Regions from separate parts of the Mus musculus genome. Here region 2 is linked to region 1. The links are chromatin contacts, called in public Hi-C maps. All regions are on one chromosome and are shown on one strand. Each heading gives the region's core, a stretch centred on a gene start, on an enhancer-like site or on the middle of the called end of the contact. The rest is flanking DNA. Distances are from core to core; before and after follow the strand shown.

Region 1 (7,608 bases), core at 2,582-5,081:
CTTACTTTGCCCACTGGATACAAGCCCTTAAAACTCCTGCCAGCACCCGAGAGCTCCATGGACTCCTAACAACCTCTTTAACATATGGGATATGGGGGAGGGGGGATATGACACATCCACACTATAGCACAAAGCCTCTCTCTCAGTGCGTGATAGGATGCTTTCTTTACAGGAGTAAAGCCAGACCACAAAAGCAGCTAGAAGAGAATCACCCTTCTCCTCTCACCCTTGTGGAGATCTCAAAATGGAAGGTTATGACCTGACAACAGCAAAATGCAATTACAGACATATTTAGAGGCACATTATTCCACTCCTAAAACACAGTCCGACGCCTGTGTGCAGGTCTGCACTCCAACTGTTAGCCAAGCCTTAGCATAGAGGGAGTCCTTGAAGTGCTAGGAGGGGAGGAGCCAGCCAAATTCAATCTCTGCAGCTTTGCTGTCCCAAGGCAGCTACAGGATCCTATGATGCAGTGCAGTGCGTTCAGGAAGAAAACGGGCATTCTGCCTGGAGAGGGCTTCAGTTTAAGACAGGGAGTAGGATGTAGGATGCCACTAAAGCTGCTAAGCAATTTAAAGCAAACCCACACAGAGGCTTGGGGTTGCTGCATGCAGCGGTCGCCCCACACTAAATGCCTGTGGCCTCACTGACTGGTTGCATGCAGAGATGATAGCTCTGCCACACTCCACCTGGATCTAAATCTCATCAGCCAGCAGGACCACTACCTCCAGGGGGCTGCAGGAGTAGCAGCGGTTTATCAATGGATAAACCAAACAATCCTTTCATTGTGGGCATCTTCCAGGTAAGGAAGCTTGGGGAGGAAGAAGGTGGTGGCGCGGAATACCTTGCTGGGAGCTGATCCCTGGTTGAACTTCAACAAGGAAATGATCCTCTCTCCAAACTTTCCTTCATGTTTAAAACAGATTACGTGTCAAAAAAAAAAAAAAAAATCAGGGAATTGCTGGTAGTGTCGAGAAGATTCCACACTTCTACTTCCTTTTCTTTAGAATCTGAAGCCTGCTGATGAGAAGTGGGTAATAAAGAGGCTATGTTTTGACCTCGTATAGAATGGGAGTGAGATGTGGGGATGGAGTAGGGCAGGCATTGGAGTCCTGAAGACAGACAGGAAAGGACATCCTTGCTGAGCTCCGTTGCTTGCAATGTAATAAACTATCATCTAGAAGTGAGTGTTTCAATTGAGTTTTGCTGTAAACACTGATATTTCCTCCCTTCTGCTGCTCTTCCCTCAAGAGGCCTCATGTATATTTCACTATGTGTCCTGCCTACTATTACACTCATACATCAAAGGCTCTGAGGACAAGGAACCTGATTCGGAAAACATTATTCTTTTAAAGATTTATCCTCTCATCTTGACCAGCTCCGTAGGTGAACGGGAGCCGCTCTCCATAAATTATTTTAATGCGCTATGCAAAGGGGAAAAGGGGTTTTCTCACCTCTTCTTACGAAAACTTTTCTCCAAGTGGAATTAGAGAATACCTTCAATTTCATTTCTTCTTCATTTTTGGTTTGGTTTGGTTTTGGTTTTGTCCAAGTATACACAGGGACGTGAACAAATGGCACAGAAAGAGAAAAATAAATTCCTCAGTATAGATCAAACAGATCTAAGAATTTCATTAAAATCCTGTGGGGATCCCACAGAAGGGGCATGGTTGTCTACAAGAAAGATGTTCTAAGTGGATGTAGACACCTTTGAGTGTCTGTTAGACAGGCACATTTGACATTGTCCAAAGCCTGGTAAAAGTTCTCACTGTCAGGAGAGGGGGCCTCAAATATCCCGTCCTCAGACCTTACTCCACAACGCTTCTATACTCTGACCCTGAGTCTAGCTGACTTTCTTTGCCTCTTCAAGCCTGCACTTCATTAGAACCTCAGTGGAGGAAAGTTTATGGTTCTCGGATGGCCCTTGTTCACCTAAGTCTCACGGGTCCTGGCTCTTTGGATATAGGTCAAGTCAATATCAATGCCATTATGTGCGTCTTCTCTCTTAGACCCTGACTGATTAGGTATGAGAAGAAGCACAGCACAATTAAATTTACAAATGATAGCCTCTCGTAAAACAGGGGTTTAGATTTCTTCTTGCTTCTGGCATTTGTTTCCAGGATCAAGTAAAGGGTTTGGATAAAATCCTGGGCCCAAAGTGCCACAACCTCTGTAGTTACTACATCTCTATTCCATGCTTCTCCACAGATGAGGTCTCCTGACCTCGCACATAGTCTCCATGTAACTAAGACCTAGGATAGAGCTAACAGCATCCCAGAAGGCATAGCCACCTCTCCTGGATGCTCTCCCAAGTCACAGATGGAGAACCTAGAACAACCACTTCACTAAACCAGCAGCTATCTTCATCAGAATCTAAATTATCTGTCCACGTGCTCAGTCCTTGCCCTGCATCAAAGAAACTCTTTTAGCAACAGACAGAGACCATTACAGAAAAGCACTACCAATCAAAATGCAGAGTTGTGGAGCCCAGTGAATAAATCTAAACACAACTAAAGCTCAGGGGTCATTGTGAAAGAAGAGGCACAGTTACAGGGAGTTTGCTGTAAGATTATGTCTCTTATGAATGTCTCCTATGCTCATAAAGTGTCACCAATGTGACTGCCTAAATACAGGCTGAACAAGGACAACAACAGACATGCCAAAGGAGACAGAGACGGGGTTGGGGGAGGGCAAAAGGACTCAACCCTACATAGAGAACTTGGGCAGCTAAAGCATGCTGAGAGTGGGAGAAATAGTACACACACACACACACACACACACACACACACACACACACATACATGTAACAACAATTAATGAAAAAGGAAGCTACAGATTTCAAAGAACAAACAGGAGTTATGGCAGCATTTAGGAGGTGGAAATGAAAGAGGGGAGTGATGTTATTATATTATAATCTCAAAAATGAAAGGAAGAATTGTAAATTAGTCTATAAGCATTAATCACAGTGGCAAGGGTTCTAGTATGTGATGGATAACTTGTGTCATGCAAAGAAAGCAAGAGATCAAAAAGCAGTTTGTGCTCTTAGGCCTTTCTTCTCCAGGCCTCTATTCTCCCTTCCTCAAACCAAGAATGCTGGACAAATTCACATTGTGTCCAAAAGGAGAAAGGCCACAGAACATGTACAAAAGGCCTTGTAAAGCTGTGTCTCATGGGGCCTGCAGGATTCTCACAGTGTTGATGTTGTCTGCCCTGTGGGGCACCTCTGTAGGAAAACACATGTTGTCAGGCACTCGTGGTGTCTGTGGCTCTTACTTTTCTGATGTGAGCTTTTCTTCAGTCTCTTTCTCAAGCAACACTTCCCTCCTCCCTCCTCCCTCCTCCCTCCTCCTCCTCCTCTTCCTCCTCCTCCTCCTCTTCCTCCTCCTCTTCCTCCTCTTTCTCCTCCTCCAGCACCACCACCACTACCACCCCTGAAACCACCACTACCACCACTGGCCCAGTGTTTTCTATCTATTAATATAGGACATATCTTCAAGGCAGTTCCTGCATTGAGAAGAATTTCCTAGATGTTTTTTATCAGACAAGCTGTAAACAGGTTTGCTGGCTTGAACGTGTCAGTCAGGGCAAGGGCTGAAAGATAAAGGCACCTCATTTGGGGCTTGCTGTGGGGAACAAAACACAAAGAAGCAAAGAGTCCTGGTTTCATTAAAGAGTAGAGGGAAGATAGGTGGAGAGTGGGGACACGGCACTGGCTCACTCTGCAGGGCTGTGTAGTTGAAAGGGCAGAAAAGCAGTCAGGGATGGGCGGCCTCTAAACTGCAGAAAAAGATGCACTGCCTGCTCCATCTCTTAGCTCATTTCTGGAGATTTGGCGCCATCTGGTGGTTATGATTTGGTACTGTAACTCACCCTTCCCTCTCAGCTTCCTGTTGCAAGTGAGTTCTTTCACAGTGATCATGGAATGTCACAGTCTATTAGCAAAACAACTCAGAGCACAGTGTTGGTGGGCCCCTCCTTCCTAGAAGGCAGTCGCCCTCTGTTCCTTCAAGCTATGCCAAGAGCTGTCCTGTGGCGAAAGAACAAGAAGTCAGCCACTGATGTGAAGTCACTCTGGGCTAGATCTTACCACATGCTGTGTTTCAGAGACCTGTTACTGAGAGGCCATGACCCTGAAATAGCCTCTCTACATCCTAAACTGCCCCTGGGAGGGAGAGAGCCTGTATGCCATGCCATGGGCATAGTACCCGAGACCCTTTCCTGAACTCTCCCCATAACTGCTTCTTATGGAAAAAAGATGAACGGGACATTGAGGCACTTGGGAAAAGTGATTTGAGGGAGATGCCTAGAAGGGCAAGCTAGAGTTTTTCTCTGCAGCCTCTGCAGGTGCATTGCTTGGTGTGGACTCAGTAGAGTGTGTAAGCCGGGCTTCATTCATTCACTCTTAGAGGTTCATTCATTTCTTAGAAGGCTACTATGTACTGACAATGAGACTTTGAACAAAATAGACCCAGATTCCGGCTGTGGACTTAATATTATGGCCACAAGGATAAAGCAGTTACCAAGAAGCCTAAGTAGAAGACAAAACTACTTAACTGTTGTAACAAGGACCATGTAAGTAAAGAATAGAGGTGGGACCGGGCGGTGGTGGCGCACACCTTTAATCCCAGCAGTTGGGAGGCAGAGGCAGTCAGATTTCTGAGTTCAAGGCCAGCCTGGTCTACAAAGTGAGTTCCAGGGCTACACAGAGAAACCCTGTCTCAAAAACAAAACAAAACAAAACAAAACAAAACAAAACAAAACAAAACAAAACAAAACGAAATGAAAGAATAGAGGTGGGTATTTGTCCAGGGTTAGGGGAGACTGCATTGATGATGAAACATTCCTGCATAAGGGCCACTGAGAGGACCCTGTGGCATCACCTGGAGAGAAAGAGCAGAGAAAAATACTTAAGTCTGCTACTTGAGAGCCGGTGACCCCACCATCTTGCTGGAGCTGAGCAGGCAGGAGTTAGCTATGGGAGGGTAGGACTGCATAGTTTCTTTTTTTTTTTTTTTTTTTTTTTAAGATTTATTTATTACATGTAAGTACACTGTAGCTGTCTTCAGACACACCAGAAGAGGGCGTCAGATCTCGTTACAGATGGTTGTGAGCCACCATGTGGTTGCTGGGATTTGAACTCTGGACCTTCGGAAGAGCAGTCGGGTGCTCTTACCCACTGAGCCATCTCACCAGCCCCAGACTGCATAGTTTCAAAATCTGACCCTTGAAGAGTCTGGGGCAGGTCTGGATTGGGTCCCATGGTATTGAGCAAATCTAGCACTGGTGCATCTAAATTCCATTCAGGAGCCCACCAGGCCAAGCCAGTGGGAAGGGACCAGAGCTTGGGGAGGAAGCACATTGCTGCCGTCACCATAAATGAACCCTTGCTTGTGTCCCTGGGAGATCTGAATCCCACCGATCCTTGCAAGGTGGGTCATCTACAGGGCACTGTCCCCAGTTGAGGGTGGCCGAGAGCGAGAGCTCAAGCCAAGGGCTGTACACAGTGGCTGCACACATGTTCCCTCTCCTGGGCAGATGGAGCATGGCAAGCTGAGGGTCACTCCTCCATGGTGCTTGGATTTCAGGGTTTTGAAAGATTAATCCGGAATATTTGCATATACATAAGAGGCATTCTCAGGACAGAACCCAAGTCTATGCACAACATTTATTTATGTTTTCTATATGCCTTGGACATACAGCCAGGAGCTAATTTATGCATTGTGTCTAATAATTCTATGTATAAAACACAGTTTCAGGGATTAGAATTTTCTACCTACCGGTAGAATCCTGTGAGTACTCAGAAATCTCCAGGCATCTGGGATGAGCTCAACTTCTATATCTTTCCCCTGGTACCAAAGTAGAACCCGTCTCTCTTATTTACAAGTGATAACCTCCACATGAGGCTGGGTGCTCTATGACCGACTCACACCTGCCTGCAGTCTCCCCAAACAGGTTTCTGTGGTCCTGGTCCACCTGCTCCCCCTAAGTGTCCTTCTGCAAGCACAGAATGCTTCAAGCAGATCACTGGATAGGGTGTGGTGGGTTTGTAGGGGTTTACTTGGGTCTTGTCAGCCCTATTGAGCACAGCTCCAGGAGCACATGAAGGGTACTTCTCCATTCCCACCCAGCCTCATCTCTCCCCATCACAGACAAAGCATCTCCAGGCCCTCCTGCAGCAATTGTTCACTTGCCTCTTGGAAGTCTGCTTGCCTCGCTCAGCCTTTTCTTTTTTTCTCTGACTATATTCCCTCTCTCCAAACAGAGCACGTGCTGCTTGAAGGGAAGCCCTTTCTCTTTGGGCAGAAGAAACACAAGGGACACAAAGGCTATGACACCTCAGCTGTCTCAGAGCCCTGTCTCCCATGGCCACTGTAGGACAGTCTGAGATCCTGGCCATGGTGAATGAGGACAGAAACAGGATCCCTGATGGGCTCAATCCTCCATCATATCCTTGGCTGTTCCCTGTGGCAAGTAAATCAATTTCATAACCTGTTCAGAAACGGGGACTTTAACCCATAGCCAGTGCCCAGATAGTGCAAATATTCTTTGCCCATTTAAAGCCAGGGATCTGAAAGAGGCTTTGAATGTATCCAGTATAGCCTCCTGACTCTTTCATAAGCAAGCCTGGAATTATCAAGGAACAAAAGGATGGCGGAATTTCAACTTCTTTCCCAGGGGAACAAGCCTGTAGGTAGGAGAGAGGCATAATTATGTGCTAATCTGATTCCACATTTCACCAGGTCACCCACTAAGATACAAAAACAGTAAAGTGATTCCTAGCTGTTGTGAATTCACCTTTCTATGCCCAAAGTACAGCTTGGCCCAGGGGCCAGGTACAAGGACTTATGCCTTGAAGCCTCCCCTGCTGTCTTATTAATCCATTGTAGTGTCCTGGTTCCTTGTCTCTTCAGAACAAGAAAGTCATCCTTGATTCTGACACAGGGATGCTCAATCCCTTGGGAAAGTGTTGTCATCTCGCCTGGAAAACTAGGCTTTCCCATGGGGGAATGTACAAACGTTGTGTGTCTACAAGCCAGCCTTGTGATAGATACAGAGATGGGAGGAAAGTGATCTTTGAAGGAGGAATTCTGGAGATGTGAATTCTTTTCCCTGTGTTTTTAATAGTCTCACCAACAATGTCTACTTGAGTACTGAGTGAGTGTGTGTGTGTGTGTGTGTGTGTGTGTGTGTGTGTGTGTGTGTGTGTGTGTGTGTGTGTTTGTGTATACAATTAGAAACCAGAGACAGTCAATGCCCTGAAACTGGAGTTCCAGGAGGCTGCTGTCAGCAGGGTGGGTGCTGGGAATCAAGCTCAGGTTTTCTGCAAGAGCAGTGTACACTCTTAACCACTGAGCCAGACTCTAGCTCTCCTGACTTCGTTTAAGGTGAGGGATTAATAGGGGTTCTTTGTTGTTCTAGAACTATTTCTCCCCTGTGAGGTAGAATCCCACGCGTGTAGAGGAGACACACACCAGCAGCAAGCTTGGTCTCTGTCACAGGGAAGGAAGAAGCCATCTGTCTTCTGAGCAAACACCACTTTCATTTTTGCAGTGTAATCTTCCATCAAAATTTCAGGGCTCTGTTCTCTTAGTAATTTGCTGTGTAGGT
Region 2 (7,608 bases), core at 3,388-5,887, 1.3 Mb before region 1:
TAGGTGAACAAATTGGTACTCCCATTGGAGTGATGTTCTTTGTTAACATTTCTGGACTGTTCCAGGGAGCCCAGTGTCCCCTTCTAGTCTCTTCAGACATTGTTCTCACTGGTTCTCGTTCATGTATACACATACAAGCATCTATACATATACAATAGAATAAACAAGCCTTAGATTTTATTTAAGATATCCTCTAACTCCCAATCTATTTGTCAGTATTTCTTCCATGACCAGCTACATGTTTTCCTGTTGACTTTTGAATGGCTTGTTGCTTTTTTTTTTTTAATCAATATTTACTTGAGAAGCTATTGAGTATCTGTTATTGTTCTGTTGAGTCAGTCTTGCTTCATAGCCTACGCTGGCCTTGACAAGGTGATTCATGGGGTGACTCAGGAAGGATGAGGATTTGCCAGATAGACCAGGGCAATGGGGCCATAGAAAGTATATGTGTCCCTCACCTGAGTTTGAGTTATACGAAGAGTCACTATGTAAACCAACTTTCTATCCCCTACTAAATACAGACTGTTTATAAGGAGAAAATGTTTGTTTCCATTCAGAGTTTCAAAATTTGCAGGCCATGATCACTTGGCCCCCTTGCATTTGGGCCTGCGGAGAGCATACACTTCCTAGTGAAGGGTATGCATCAGAGCAAACTCCTTAAATCATTGTATCTGGGAAGCAAGAAAGGGAGTGGTATCTTGAATTACCTGACCCCTTCTAAGTGCATGCTCTCAATGACCTGAAGACTGCCCACTAGGCACCGTCGTTTAAAGAGTGCACCAAGCTGGAGACCGATCTTTTAGCACAGAGGAGTCTTGGAGGACACCTTAGATCCAAACTCTAGCATTCTCTTTGTGTATCTTGATGCTATGACAAAATGATGGATGTTGGGTAGTTTGTAAATAACAAATTGATTACTCACAGTTCTTTCAACAAATGAGCTAAGGTGCTGGCAAGTCATTGTCAAGGTGTGTCACAGTCTGCTCTAACACTTTAAGGTAATGCTCTCAGCAGCGGACATGTTAAGTTTGCACATGGATAAAAACTATACAATCACCAAACCCAGACACTATTGCATATGCCAGAAAGATTTTGTTGACAGGACCCTAACATAGCTCTCTCTTGTGAGTCTATGCCAATGCTTGGCAAATACAGAAGTGTATGCTCACAGTCATCTATTGGATAGAACACAAGGCCCCTAATGGAGGAACTAGAGAAAGTACCCAAGGAGCTAAAGGGGTCTGCAACCCTATAGAAGGAACAACAATATGAACTAACCAGTAAACCCCCCCCCCCCCCCAGAGCTGTGTCTCTAGTTGCATAGGTAGCAGAAGGATGGCTTGGTCAGCCATCAATGGCCCTTGGAATTGCAAAGATCATATGACCCAGTACAGGGTAATGCCAGGGCCAGGAAGCAGGGCCAGGAAGCAGGAGTTGGTGGGTTGGGGAGCAGGTAAGGGGGAGGGTATAGGGGGCTTTGGGGATAGCATTTGAAATGTAAATGAAGAAAATATCTAATAAAAAAATAAAAAATAAAAAGCTTAGACAATCTAACAGGGAAAGAGAGCCTAATTCATTAATAGAATTAGTTCCATGAGACTACTGAAAGCCCTGCTTCCAGAGATTAACCGTTTGGTGACTGGGCTTTTAGCTATAAAATTTGAAGAGACACATTCATTAACAAACACAGTGGAAGGGTACCCTATGCTTCCATTTCTTCTTTGGTTGTGCAACTTTTTCACAACTACCTTCATGAGCTGTGTGTGCAGGGAACGGAAGCTAACATGCTCAACCATCTTGCTCTTTTCTCTCTTCTCGACCTTCTTCTCAATGTCAGGCTCCTATGGATACGCTTTTAAGTCAGATATACATTACCAATGCACACAGAAAAGAGCTGCATGTGTATTTTGACGCTATCTTAGGGTGTTTTCTCTTTTCTCAGACTGTCCATGTTCTCACCTAGCTAACCTGTTATTTAAGTTTCATAACCTGGCGGCCCCGAACCACACATTGTCTTGTCAAATACGCTGCTTTTATCCAAGAGTGGTAGGGAACATGAGTCTGGTCCAACCCCGGTTACGTCGTGTGTTTTCACTACGGGTGACTAAGCAGTGCACGATCTCCCTGCCTTTATTACACGGTCTGGTTCCTCACACATCATTCTGTCTGCTATGACTGCGGGACATACCTCACAATTCCCACAAGTGTGTTAAAACTTGCATCCAATAGTCTTAAAGACCTCTGACCTCTGGCATCTTCTGTCATCCCATTTTTAAACAAAATAGTCCACAGCCTTGGTACTGCTGACTTTCTTTTCTTTTTCTTTTCTTTTTTTTTTCCAAAATTGCTCTGAAACCTTCCACCAAACTGAAAGTACTTAATCGTCAGTGGATTCTTCATAAATGTCAGTGGAACCCCATCTGTTACACGAGTTTTCCCTTATCTCAATAGCCTTTATTAAGCCTCCTACCCTGCAGGCACTGGGTTTTGCCCCTTACAACCTCAATTTCTTCTTTGGTAGCAGCATCTCAGGGAGACAGCCATGTGCTTTATTTCTTCTTCTTCCCCATTCTGTCTTGCCCTTGGGGAAGCCCATTCTTATCACTCACACTAACCCTTGACTCCGCACACAGCCACACACACACTTTCAGAAGGAGCTGGAGAAATCATTTTCAAAAGTCATTCCCTCATAACTCACTTTGCTAGAATAACATACCATTTCCCCCACCTTCCACTCGCTGGAATAACGGTCTCTACTTGTATCATTCCATTCAGGCCAACTGAGGCTCAATTTGCAATAAACTCATTCATTGCATGCAAAATAAGTGAGGGTGTCCTATCTAGAGGCTCCAAATATAATTTACATTCTCTGTTTCAGATAACCATGCCATCACAAAGAATCCTAGTGAGAATTCTTTTTTGTGGAACTCTCCATTAGAGAACACTCCTAAGAGTGGTTCTCACTGCAGCCTCCAGGAATGCATTAAACTGAAGGTGAAGATAATTTGCCTCAGCATTCAGTGTGACTGCACCACTAATGATCTGAGAGCTATTGTGGGCTACTTCCTTCCTGGATGCCTGTGGTTTTTAAAGCACACTCAGATTTCAGATCTGCCGAGGACCCCAGCCTGTTCTAACATTTCCATGATCTCTCCTGAGGGAAGAGGGGTTGCTTTCCTTGCCCTTTTCCCGTTCTCTCCCTTCCTGCAATGGATGCTTAGGGGTTAGAGATGTACTTCTTTCTTGGTGGTTTGTTCTCATGGGGTTTGGAAATAATCATTTTGAGATGAATGCTTGTGCAGTTGTCAGAGGGTCCTGCCACTGCTGCTAGCCCGATGTACCTTTGCTACCATCCCAATGTCTCTGAAGTGTAACTCAGAGCAGCACACCTCCAGGGGTGTGCTACCATGGCAGCTAGTTTATCATTTACAAATCCTGTTGAGTTGTGCCGTAACAAATATATGTTATTACCGTTTTGCATAGGCTCAAATCCTGAAAATGCTCATTTGAAAGGAACTTTATGGCTCAAATGCAGCTGGCCCCCTAACCTATTAGATCATTTGGTATATATCTCAATAGAAGATCACTTTTGTTATGAACAGCTCCTGCTTAGAAAAAAAGCAAGCCATGCACTTCCTCCCAAGAATTAGACCTCTCAGTCAGGTTTAAAAAAAAAGAGAGAGAGAGGGAGAGAGGAAGGGAGAGGGAGAGGGAGAGGGAGAGAGAAAAGACTTCCAGTGAGCTTCAGACACAGGAATTAATATTGAAGTATTGTTATGCTGTCCTTACTAAATCCCCATAGGAAAATATTTGGACCTGGATTTCCTTCCCCTGCTATTGATACCACCCCTGGGGACCAAGCAAGGAATATCTTTTCCAGATGCTGGTTTCATTTAACTCTTCCATCTCCAGAGTGTGGTCAATGAACAACAGTGTCTATACAAAAATTGGCACATGTTTTAGAATAGCTCTATTTAACACATAGATGCTCAGAAAATAACTCCACATATGTGTTCTGCATTGTCTAGGGGTTTTTAATCCAAGATATTATATGGGGATTTGAGAAGCTTGGTCAGTAGGATTCCTACAGCCTTTCTTTCCAAATAGCATTGATAATGTGAAATGTAGCCTGAGTCGTAGGCTTTATGCATTTATTTTATGTGTGTTAAGTGACTATTTGAGATGGTGTAGTCATTAGAGCAGAACAGATACTTTGAAAAAGATACCCACACTGTCCATTGGGTTTCTTATCCTTTGTACAAGTTAGATATCAGACCCGAAGGCCTTTTCTCAAATAATAATGCGGTATCTAACCTCCTGCTTTGAGCCCTCTCTGTCAAGATGGTAGTGGGTCATTTGGGGTTGTTTGGAATGGCCATCTTGAGCAGGTGCTCCAGCTTCAGACTGATCCAAACTGCATGGTTGCAGCACTTGGATTAACTGAGAATTTTTAAAGGGCCTTTGTCACTGTTTTCACATGCCTGTCCTTTAGGTGCAATTTCAGATGAGCGCATGACTTTAAAATTCTGGTACTTTTTTTTTTCCTGTTTCTTTTTGTGTGCAAACCAGCTAATTCCATCTCAAACTCATCTTTCTTAAAATACCTTGCCAAACGCAGCAAGGGAAGATCAACATATGCTAGCATTCTGCCTCTTTCCAAGTCCTTCCCTGAGATGCACCAGCTCAGTAGGCACTTGGTCTGTCTTCCATGTTAACAAGGGTGACAGTTTTACCAAATGTTTCACTACAGCAGAGCAGGGATTTCCAGCTTGCTAGGTCTGTTTCCTCACTGTCTACCACTAAACTGCTAAGCTGGTGTCAGATCGGGTAGACTTTAAAAAAAAAAAAAATAAAATGACAGCATCTACTTCAAGACCTTGAGTTATGTATTAGTTAAGCTAATATTATCTGTTGCGAAAAAAAAATCCCTACACTTTAATGTCATAACAGACTGAATGTTTCTTTCATCTTCCCCCAAAATTTTATGCAAGCCTCACTGAAGGATGGAGAGTTAGCATCCTTCCACACAGTGGTTACAGAAGCCTAGGTTCCTCTGTCCCATGATTCTGCTATTGTATTAACCCCATTAGCTCCTCAACAACCAACAGATGAGAAAAGGAAAAGCAGGCTTTGGAGAGCAGTCCTCGAAGTGGTGAATCTTACTTCCTGCTAGGGTAGAGTCTTTCTGTACTGACAGCCCTTTCTCACCCAGAACAAACAGGAATGTGTGTGTGTGTGTGTGTGTGTGTGTGTGTGTGTGTGTGTATTAGTATCCCCAAATTTGTGACTCACTCTTTTGTGAATATATATTTTGTGGCAGAGGATCACAATTGCCACACATGCAAAAAGGTTCTAGAGGACATTTTTGAGTTCTATTTATAAATGAATTGTTCATTACACAGTTAGATCTTCACATCTTCAGGGTGCTTGTCCATGGATTCAGCCAACCTTGGATCAAAACCACATAAATGAAAACCATATCTGCACTAATACATGCAGACTTTTTCCTTGGCATTATTCCATAATCAAAACAATGTGAGAACTTTGTATAGAAAATGTACTTGGTAATAGGTATTACAAATAATCTAGAAGGATTTTAAGTAGATGATGATGATGATGATGATGATGTGTGTGTGTGTGTGTGTGTTTAGAGTATGCAGCAATACACCATTTTAGATGAGGCTGACATCCTTAGCTTTCAGTGTTTTCAGGGAATCCTGGAGTCACCCATAGATGTTGGCTATATTTATTGCTATTTATGTATTTATATGTAGTGAGATGCTGTATTCTCCAGCCATATCATCAGGAATCCCCCCCCTCTCCTTTTTGAGATAAAGTCTTATTATATAGCCCTGGTTGGCGTTGAACTCACTAGGTAGTCAAGATTGGCGTCAAACTCCAGACCCTCCTCTGTGAGCCATTCAAATGCTAGGGTTATAGGCATCAACATCACACAGCACAGCCTATGTATCTTGAATAAAGTAATTTTGCTATGTCTCCTACTTCTTTGGTAGGGTGTCATCTATTAGTGGGCGTGAAATAGAAATCTTGGCCCACTTCTGAGTTGATGTTATAGAGAAATATTTGTACATAAGCACAGACATGCCTAATAAATAAGAATCTTTTAATGAAAAATATTATTCCAATTAATAGTAATTCTTATTACAGAGGGCTTTTAAAATTAAGTTATAAGATCTATAAGCCATGCATTTCTGTGCTTCCCTTTTGTTAGTAAAATGTTCACAATTTTGTTGTGCAATGAAGCCTGTAGCAGGATGATGCTAAAATACTGCACACCATGCGGTTATGAAATAACTCACTTTAAAGCATAGAATTTTAAAAAAGAGAAACCCAATTTTTGCAAACAAAGAGTCCAAGAGTATTGTTCACAATGTAGCAGTTCATTCTAATTTCCTGGCAAATTGACATGCTTAGCTATTACAGTTTCTACCAAGTTCTTGGTTGCTTCAGGAATATTTACCTTGTATTAGTGTAATGATAAAGTGTATAGACAGCATGTCACTGCAAATACTGAAGCATACATTTCCATTAATAGAACACCATTGTGTTTTTTACATTAGTCATAAAGGGAATTGATAATTGCCTATGGGATATATTTTACCTATGAGCAAAAAAAAAAAAAAAAAAAAGTTTGACCCAATTCTGCTTGCATGGTGAGGGATGAATAATATATTGAATTATGATACACAGATCATTGGTGGATTTCAGGATAGAAAAGGAGCTATTCCCAGGGGACTACGCCATGAGTGAGCAAATGCTAAAAATTTGAAAGCTGATAATACTGTCATTCCATCACCTGTCACAGCTCAGAAGTGTAATCCCATTCAATATGAGAGATGAAAAGGTAAACCTGGCATGTTCGGTAACATTAAGCACCTGTCATTCAAATCCTAGGATCCGGGAGGATTTGTAGAAAAGAAGCAGGCCCCTCTGCAATGAGCCAAAAGCCTATGACTGTGTTTGGTGACTGGTTTTCCAAAAGGTTAAAGTGAAGCTAACACAACTGGTTTCTACCCACTTGTTCTTTACCAAAAGGTTGGCTGTCAATCTTACTGTAAAAACCATCAACTATAATATTTAAAACTTTAGGATTCCACTTAGGGTTGATCAAGCAGAGGAAGAAATTTAAGAGCAACTACTCAGACTTAATACCAAAGTCAAGTTCCTTTTCACATATTTATTCCAAGGCTGAGAGGTTTTTTTCCCCCTTTGTTGCTAATGAGTAGGAGAAGAAGGCAATTATAATGCAGAAGAACACCCCTTTAGCTGTAGTCAGGAATTCTACCATAAATTACAAGTTCCTCAATTTTCATGTTCATTTATAGAAGAAGAATTTAAACACCCAAAATAGCTCTTGCATATAATCATGGTAAAACTCATATCGTGTAAACATATTTAACATCTCCTTTTATCTTCTTCCTTAAGATTGCCTTTCTCTCCTATCTTACTCAAGCTTGTTAGGCAGGCTAGTCTTCTGTCAACTTGACACCAGCTAGGGTCATTTTAGAGGAGGGAACCTCAATTGGGAAAATGATCCTACCAAATTGGGCTGCTGGCACATCTGTGCTACTTTTTTTTTTTTTCTTA

What was found. A called contact is a pair of places that touch in the nucleus more often than the background predicts.
Region 2: a contact with region 1 is called in a Hi-C map of cortical neurons, with 2.5 times the contacts expected there. The contact joins two enhancer-like sites. A contact is called at or near these places in 2 of 484 Hi-C or Micro-C datasets (both in cortical neurons) and 1 of 115 datasets of contacts at active chromatin or transcription factors (astrocytes).

What each region holds. Positions count from the first base shown.
Region 1 is chr9:28,257,809-28,265,416 of GRCm38.p6, reverse strand. All of the region lies in intron 1 of Opcml (opioid binding protein/cell adhesion molecule-like), which reads right to left. Among named protein-coding and RNA genes, the nearest start is that of Gm39313, 130 kb to the left of the region's middle. Within about 2 kb of position 3,831, at least 14 of the 459 cell types and tissues checked have an H3K27ac peak or open chromatin away from gene starts, as enhancers often do. A contact at or near this core is called in cortical neurons, where this site is marked.
Region 2 is chr9:29,559,665-29,567,272 of GRCm38.p6, reverse strand. It overlaps a transcript of Ntm not described here. Among named protein-coding and RNA genes, the nearest start is that of Gm15521, 69 kb to the left of the region's middle. Within about 2 kb of position 4,637, at least 9 of the 459 cell types and tissues checked have an H3K27ac peak or open chromatin away from gene starts, as enhancers often do. A contact at or near this core is called in cortical neurons, where this site is marked.